Linked DNA regions of Macaca mulatta: region 2 is linked to region 1. The links are chromatin contacts, called in public Hi-C maps. All regions are on one chromosome and are shown on one strand. Each heading gives the region's core, a stretch centred on a gene start, on an enhancer-like site or on the middle of the called end of the contact. The rest is flanking DNA. Distances are from core to core; before and after follow the strand shown.

The links. A called contact is a pair of places that touch in the nucleus more often than the background predicts.
Region 2: a contact with region 1 is called in a Hi-C map of liver, with 15 times the contacts expected there. The contact joins the promoter of PLK2 here to the enhancer-like site in region 1. A contact is called at or near these places in 8 of 14 Hi-C or Micro-C datasets (CD4 T cells, blood, cortical neurons and 5 more).

The regions. Positions count from the first base shown.
Region 1 is chr6:65,629,812-65,632,580 of T2T-MMU8v2.0, forward strand. No RefSeq gene overlaps it. Among named protein-coding and RNA genes, the nearest start is that of ACTBL2, 310 kb to the left of the region's middle. Within about 2 kb of position 1,435, at least 6 of the 40 cell types and tissues checked have an H3K27ac peak or open chromatin away from gene starts, as enhancers often do.
Region 2 is chr6:66,287,402-66,290,170 of T2T-MMU8v2.0, forward strand. It overlaps PLK2 (polo like kinase 2), which reads right to left and starts at 1,322. Exons shown (of 14, transcript XM_015140018.3): 1 at 926-1,322; 2 at 215-322; 3 at 1-71. The coding sequence starts at 1,195.

The DNA.
Region 1 (2,769 bases), core at 185-2,684:
TCTATGGCCCTGGGACCTCTCTAACCCCTCTTTAACCCCTCTCAGCTATGTTGAAAGCTCTGCTGGTGAAGGAAAATGTAGTGAAGAATGGCAAGCTACTTTACTGACATCAGGAAATACAAAGCTCTGACAATGTAGAGGGGTTCCAGAATAATTATTTGAATCCTTTTTCTGATATTCTCAAATACTTGTGTTGAAAATTGGGCAGGACACTGAGGGGTGGGCAATAGGCAAAAGATGGCTAAAGACATGCACTTCAGCGAACCTCTGACGTTTCAGATTCAGTTGGGAATCTACTGTTTCAGATTCAGTTGGGAATCTGTCAAAAAGCGGGCTACATCTTGGGGGGAAAAATCCATCTTTTAAAAGATTTCCATCAACAACAAACTTCTCTCATTTACAGGAAAATGGATCATTTGACACCTTGGAGATTTTACCTGGAGGAAGAGAATTTCTTGAAGCCTCTTGTGACTGTGAGAGCCAAAAGCTATTTTGCAGCTGTAATATTGACAATGCATTCACATTTTCCCCAGAGCAATGGATTCTTTAACCTTAATATTGAGTCTGTAATGAGATTCTGTCCTCTAGAGGTCACCAGTGCACCAGATTTGAAGGCCATGGAGGCTTCTACAACGCTCAGGAAGAGCTAGGTGTCCTGTTCATATATGAATGAAAGAGAAAATAAGGCAAGTAAATTATCTTAATGGTTACTTTCCAGTTAGTCTCTGAAGAAGTAGAAAATCTGGTTTTCAATAAGGCATTTTAAATGGATTTATCTTGGTTTGTCTTGGCATTTCTCTGCATTGATTTAGCTGGAGGAAACTCTTACAACGGTTAAATACTTCTTAACAGATAGCTTACTTTTGATAGTGAGAGAAGAAACTTTTCCAAATAGGAGAAAAACTGATGTAGAAATAGGCTATTTTAGCCTCCATTAAATGAGTGTTACTTTCACTGGTGCTCTGGCCAAGGCAGAAGGTCTCTCTGTGCCTCCTCAGCACACTGTCTTCAAAGGGCATGGGGACACTGAGGCAGGGAAACATGGCCCTTTAATTCACTGTTATATAATTTTTGAGTTGCTTCATGAGGAGAGATGCCATCCAAAGTACTCATTTTTTCTACAGACAAATTAGAAACTGTACATAAAGGGATCACTTTGATAGTCAAAACATGCCTTTCCCTTGGGAGAACAATCAGTCAAGAGCCAAGAAAGTGGTGGTCTCCTTTTGGGACTAATGGGAGCTAAAGGAAAGTCTTACTTGGACTTCGCCTTTTTGGTTATCCCAATGCATTAATCTTGTGTGAAGCTAGTTGTCTCCCTTAAAGAGAACAAGCCAGGAGAACGGCACTCCATGTTGGCAGCTGGACTGAAGGAGGGGAGTCAACACTGCGCGGCCCAGGGTTTGGGAGGTGCTGTGGCCTAGCCTGGTGCCATGGACTGCACTGTGCAAGGCGTGACCTGAGAGTCACCATCAGCAGTTCCCAGCATTGTTCCTGCTCCTCTGGTTGCTCTCCAAGGAGACGAATTCCTACACCACGACTTTCCCAGGGTCCAGACACTTGCCAGCAACTGATCCATCAGGAAATCGCCTCTCCCTTCTTCCTCCCCCTATTCCTTCCTGAGCATTCCCCAGTCCAGGGTGTGGTCAGCCCTCAGAAGATCTGCTGGGATTGATTGACAAGAAAACAAAAGCTTCCTCTAGATAAGAAAGATCATAGTGCTATAGGAAATCGATTTACTTCTGGGTAGCACTTGTCCACCCTCTCACTCTCTCTAATACTTTTAACTGCTGACTGTGTAGTTTCTTATCATTTCTTCAGGATATGTGAGGCAGTCAATCTTCAATCAATGAGCATTATTTGGGGAACTCTTTTTACGGCCAGTTCACAAGGAAGTAAAACACTTTGTCCTAGAGAGTTAGTGTTGGTCTTTCTCAGGGTAATTAGACATTTTCTTTAGCACTAAGAAAGAACAGAGGCAAATTTTTATTTCTGAGCTGTTTCCTTTAGCTGAGAGCCCCCTCTAAAAGCTGCTGGTACTACAGAGATGTGAGAGTTCAGCAAAGGATGCCACTCATCATCTATTCTGGAGAATACTGTAACGTGGATAATATGCTAGGTGGGTGGCAGAGTGTTGTGCAATGTGCTTAGCTAGGTTGAGAATCGTGTCCCTGACTTCTTGTCAATGTAGGGCTGACAGAAAGCTTTCTGGGGACTTAGCCGTTTGATCTTGGTTACCAGTTGTGTGACTGTAAGCAAGGCTCTCTTATGTCTCATTTCTCTTATTTGTAAAGTAAAAGGGTTGGACATCATTTTCTCTAAGGTCCATTTTGAAGTCAGAACCCACTCTGAGAAGTTAAGGCTGCTCAGTCAGGGCAGTTGCATCTTAGCAAGTATACTGGCCTCTTAAGACTCCCGTACAGCGTACCAAAACCCGAATGGCTTCAAACAACAGATAATTCATTTTCTTACAGTTCTAGAGGCTGGAAGTCTGAAATCAAGGTGCAAGCAGGGCAAAGGTCTCTCTGATAGCTCTAGGGAGAATCCTTCCTGGCTTCTGCTGCCTCTTGGTGTTTGCCGCAATCCTGACATCCCCTGGCCTGCAGATGCATCACTCCAGTCCTATTACCATCTTCTCCCTTTGTGTCTTCACACGGTCTTCCCTCTGTGCATGTCTGTCTCTGTGTGAAAATTTCTACTTTCTATAAAAACACAGTCACCTTGGATAGGACCTACCATAATGACCTCATTTTAACATGATTACTTCTG
Region 2 (2,769 bases), core at 72-2,571, 660 kb after region 1:
TCAAAGTAGTGGTAAAACTGCACTACATGCTTATGATGAAGAATTCTGTGAAGCTCTATTTCTTTGTCAATCTAAATGAAAAAGCAAGGCAAGGCTTATTAGCCTCCAGTCACCTCGGAAAAGCCAGTGATTACACATGCAGAAGACATTTTCCTAACAGGGAAGGGCCATCCCTGCACACAAAGAAAATACTTTACTCAAGAGTCATACACACCTTTTCCCTTTGATGAGGTTTAGCTACTCTGCTGTGAGGAATAATTTTTGCGGCGTAGACTTTGTTATTTGTCAAATCTGTCATCTCGTAACATTTTGCAAAGCCACCCTGAAAAGAAACAAAGCCGAGACGGAATTGAGTATGGCACAAAAATGGACGGCAGATATTTAAAATAAATAAATAAATGGGAAGAAAGAAAAGCAAAAAAAAAAAAAAATTGAGGAATGGAGAAGGGTGGTCAGAGGAAGGCATTCGACTTCGTTAAAGCTCCCCATGAAGAGAAACGCATTGCTGGAAACAGCAACTTCAAACAGTTTTTTTCCTATAATATAAAGGGGAGCTTTATGGAGGGAGTTGGAGCGGGGAGACATGAAAAATAATGTCTGATGAGACTTGTTAGGAAAATTCCCTCGGAGCAGATGGAGGGAGAGAGGTCTGATACAGAAAGCCCTCGCTTCCAGACTCAAGATGCATTTCTCTGGGCTGCGGGGTGGCACACAGTTGTGAGGCTAAGGCAGGCAAAGCCGATCCCCAGCGCTGCCGGTGCACAAAAGCCAGGCAGCAGGTGAGGAGCCCACCTCGCGCTGGGATCTGACCCCCGAAAAACCTGGAAGCGGCGGGCGCGGGACCCCGCGGGCCTGCCCGGCTTGGGGTCGCCCGGACAGACCTCCCGCCCGCCCGCCCGGCAGCCCGGCGCCCTCCGCTTGTCACCTTTCCCAGCACTTTGCCCCGGCAGTAGCGCTTCCCCGTCGTGGGGTCGACGATAATCCGCGAGATCTCGGGCCCCGAGTGCGAATGGTGGTGATGGTGGTGCGGGGCCGCCGGGGGCACCTGCGCCTGGGACTGAGGTGGCTGCGATTCCTCGGGGGGCTGCGGCGGCCGCTTCTTCTTCGAGTCCCCTCCGCAACCCTTGCCCAGCGCCTGCTCGCACATTTTGGTGCTGGCGGCTGGCTGGTAGGTGATAGTCCGCAAAAGCTCCATGATAGCCTTGCCGCCCCGCACTGCCCACTGCCACCCCCTAGGCGCGGTCACCCGTCCGAGTCGGCCGTGGCCCTCGCACCCCTGCCTCCGGTGCCAACGCGCACCTTACACCCCGGTCCACTTGTGCGAGTGAGAAGGCTCGGCGAAGTCTTATATACTGGGCGGCGGGAAGGGGGCGGAGACTCGATACGCGACACCGCGACACGGCCGACGCCCCGCCCCACGGCCTGCCGAGCGCGCTTGGCCGGGAAGCAGGTCCTGTCCCGCCACCTAGGTCTCGCTTCGGAGCGGAGCCGCGCGCCTCGAACGCCGGCCGCCGAGAACTCTCGCAGCCACGGGAAGGCCTTCAGGGCCGTCTGTGGGCCCTGCTGCCACGTTCTTCGAAGGCTCTGAGCCTCAGTTTAGAAAACAGAATCCCGAGGGCCGATGCCTGGCCCCACCCCCGCCCCAGCCGCCTGGTGTCAGGGCAGTGCCGTGACCGGAGCGAGTTGGGCGCGGGTGTAGACGCAGTCCCTCCCCCGCACAGCCCTTCCCCGCCGCCCCACGACCCGGCGCCTCTTGTGTCAAGGTATCAGGGTGCCCGGAGCCCGCCGCACGGGCACGCGAGGCCTCCTCCGGCCGTGTGACAAAGCCCCGCGCGTGACGCGCTCGCTGGTGTCTAGCTGGGGCAGTGCCAAGAGGCCGTGCGGGTGAAAGGCCGGAATTCGGGGAGCCGGGCATTCGAGCCCATCGCCGCATCGCGCTGGGGCAGACTCGGGCCCGCACGCTGGGATCCCGGGCCGATCGGCCAACAGTGCCAGCGCTGGCCCCCGCCCATCCCCCTAGAGCGAGCCTCTGTCTGAGGTCAGCCCCTGAACCTTGGAGAACGAGGTCGACGCCTCGGCAAGGCGTCCTCCGCCGGTAGCCCGATGATTGGAAAGCAAGGGCGCCATCTTGTGGAATGTTCCGGAAGTGCCGTTAGGTGTCAAGTGGGCAGCGGTTGACGACAGTGGGGCTTTGACAGTTACTGGTACTAAAAATCGATGCCGATTGTGAGTTTGCAGAGTCATCTATGACTTCTTCCGAATGCATCTGTTGAGATGGCTCATGAACTGCCCTGGTTCCTGGAGAGTCAATCCGAGACTTTCTGGGGGTAGGGGGATTGGTAGGATGAAGAGAGCGTAGGCCAGTGAGTGCAAACACGGCTTAGTTTCCAATTTCCAGATTTTACTGTGCAGTTTGACCTAGGAACACGTTTTTTTTGTTTGTTTTGTTTTCTTGTTCTAATTACGATAGCGTAACATTTGAGGACTGTGCAGTATTTTGAAATGCCTTATTTAATCCTACAACAATTCTGAGTGAGTAATATTGTAAGGAAGGAAAAATAATTTTCTACCTTTCAAAGTTTTGGCCTGGGTGCCTGTAACCAGACAGATTAACAAGAAAACAAAGAAGTTTGTTAACATGTATGTGTCATATATACATGGGAGATAACCAGGAAAATGAGAGATGGTTTAAAATCGGGCTTAAATACTATCTTTAGCTAAACCAAAAGAAAAGATTGTGGAGCAGGCAAGTTAAGGAACCATGACCAG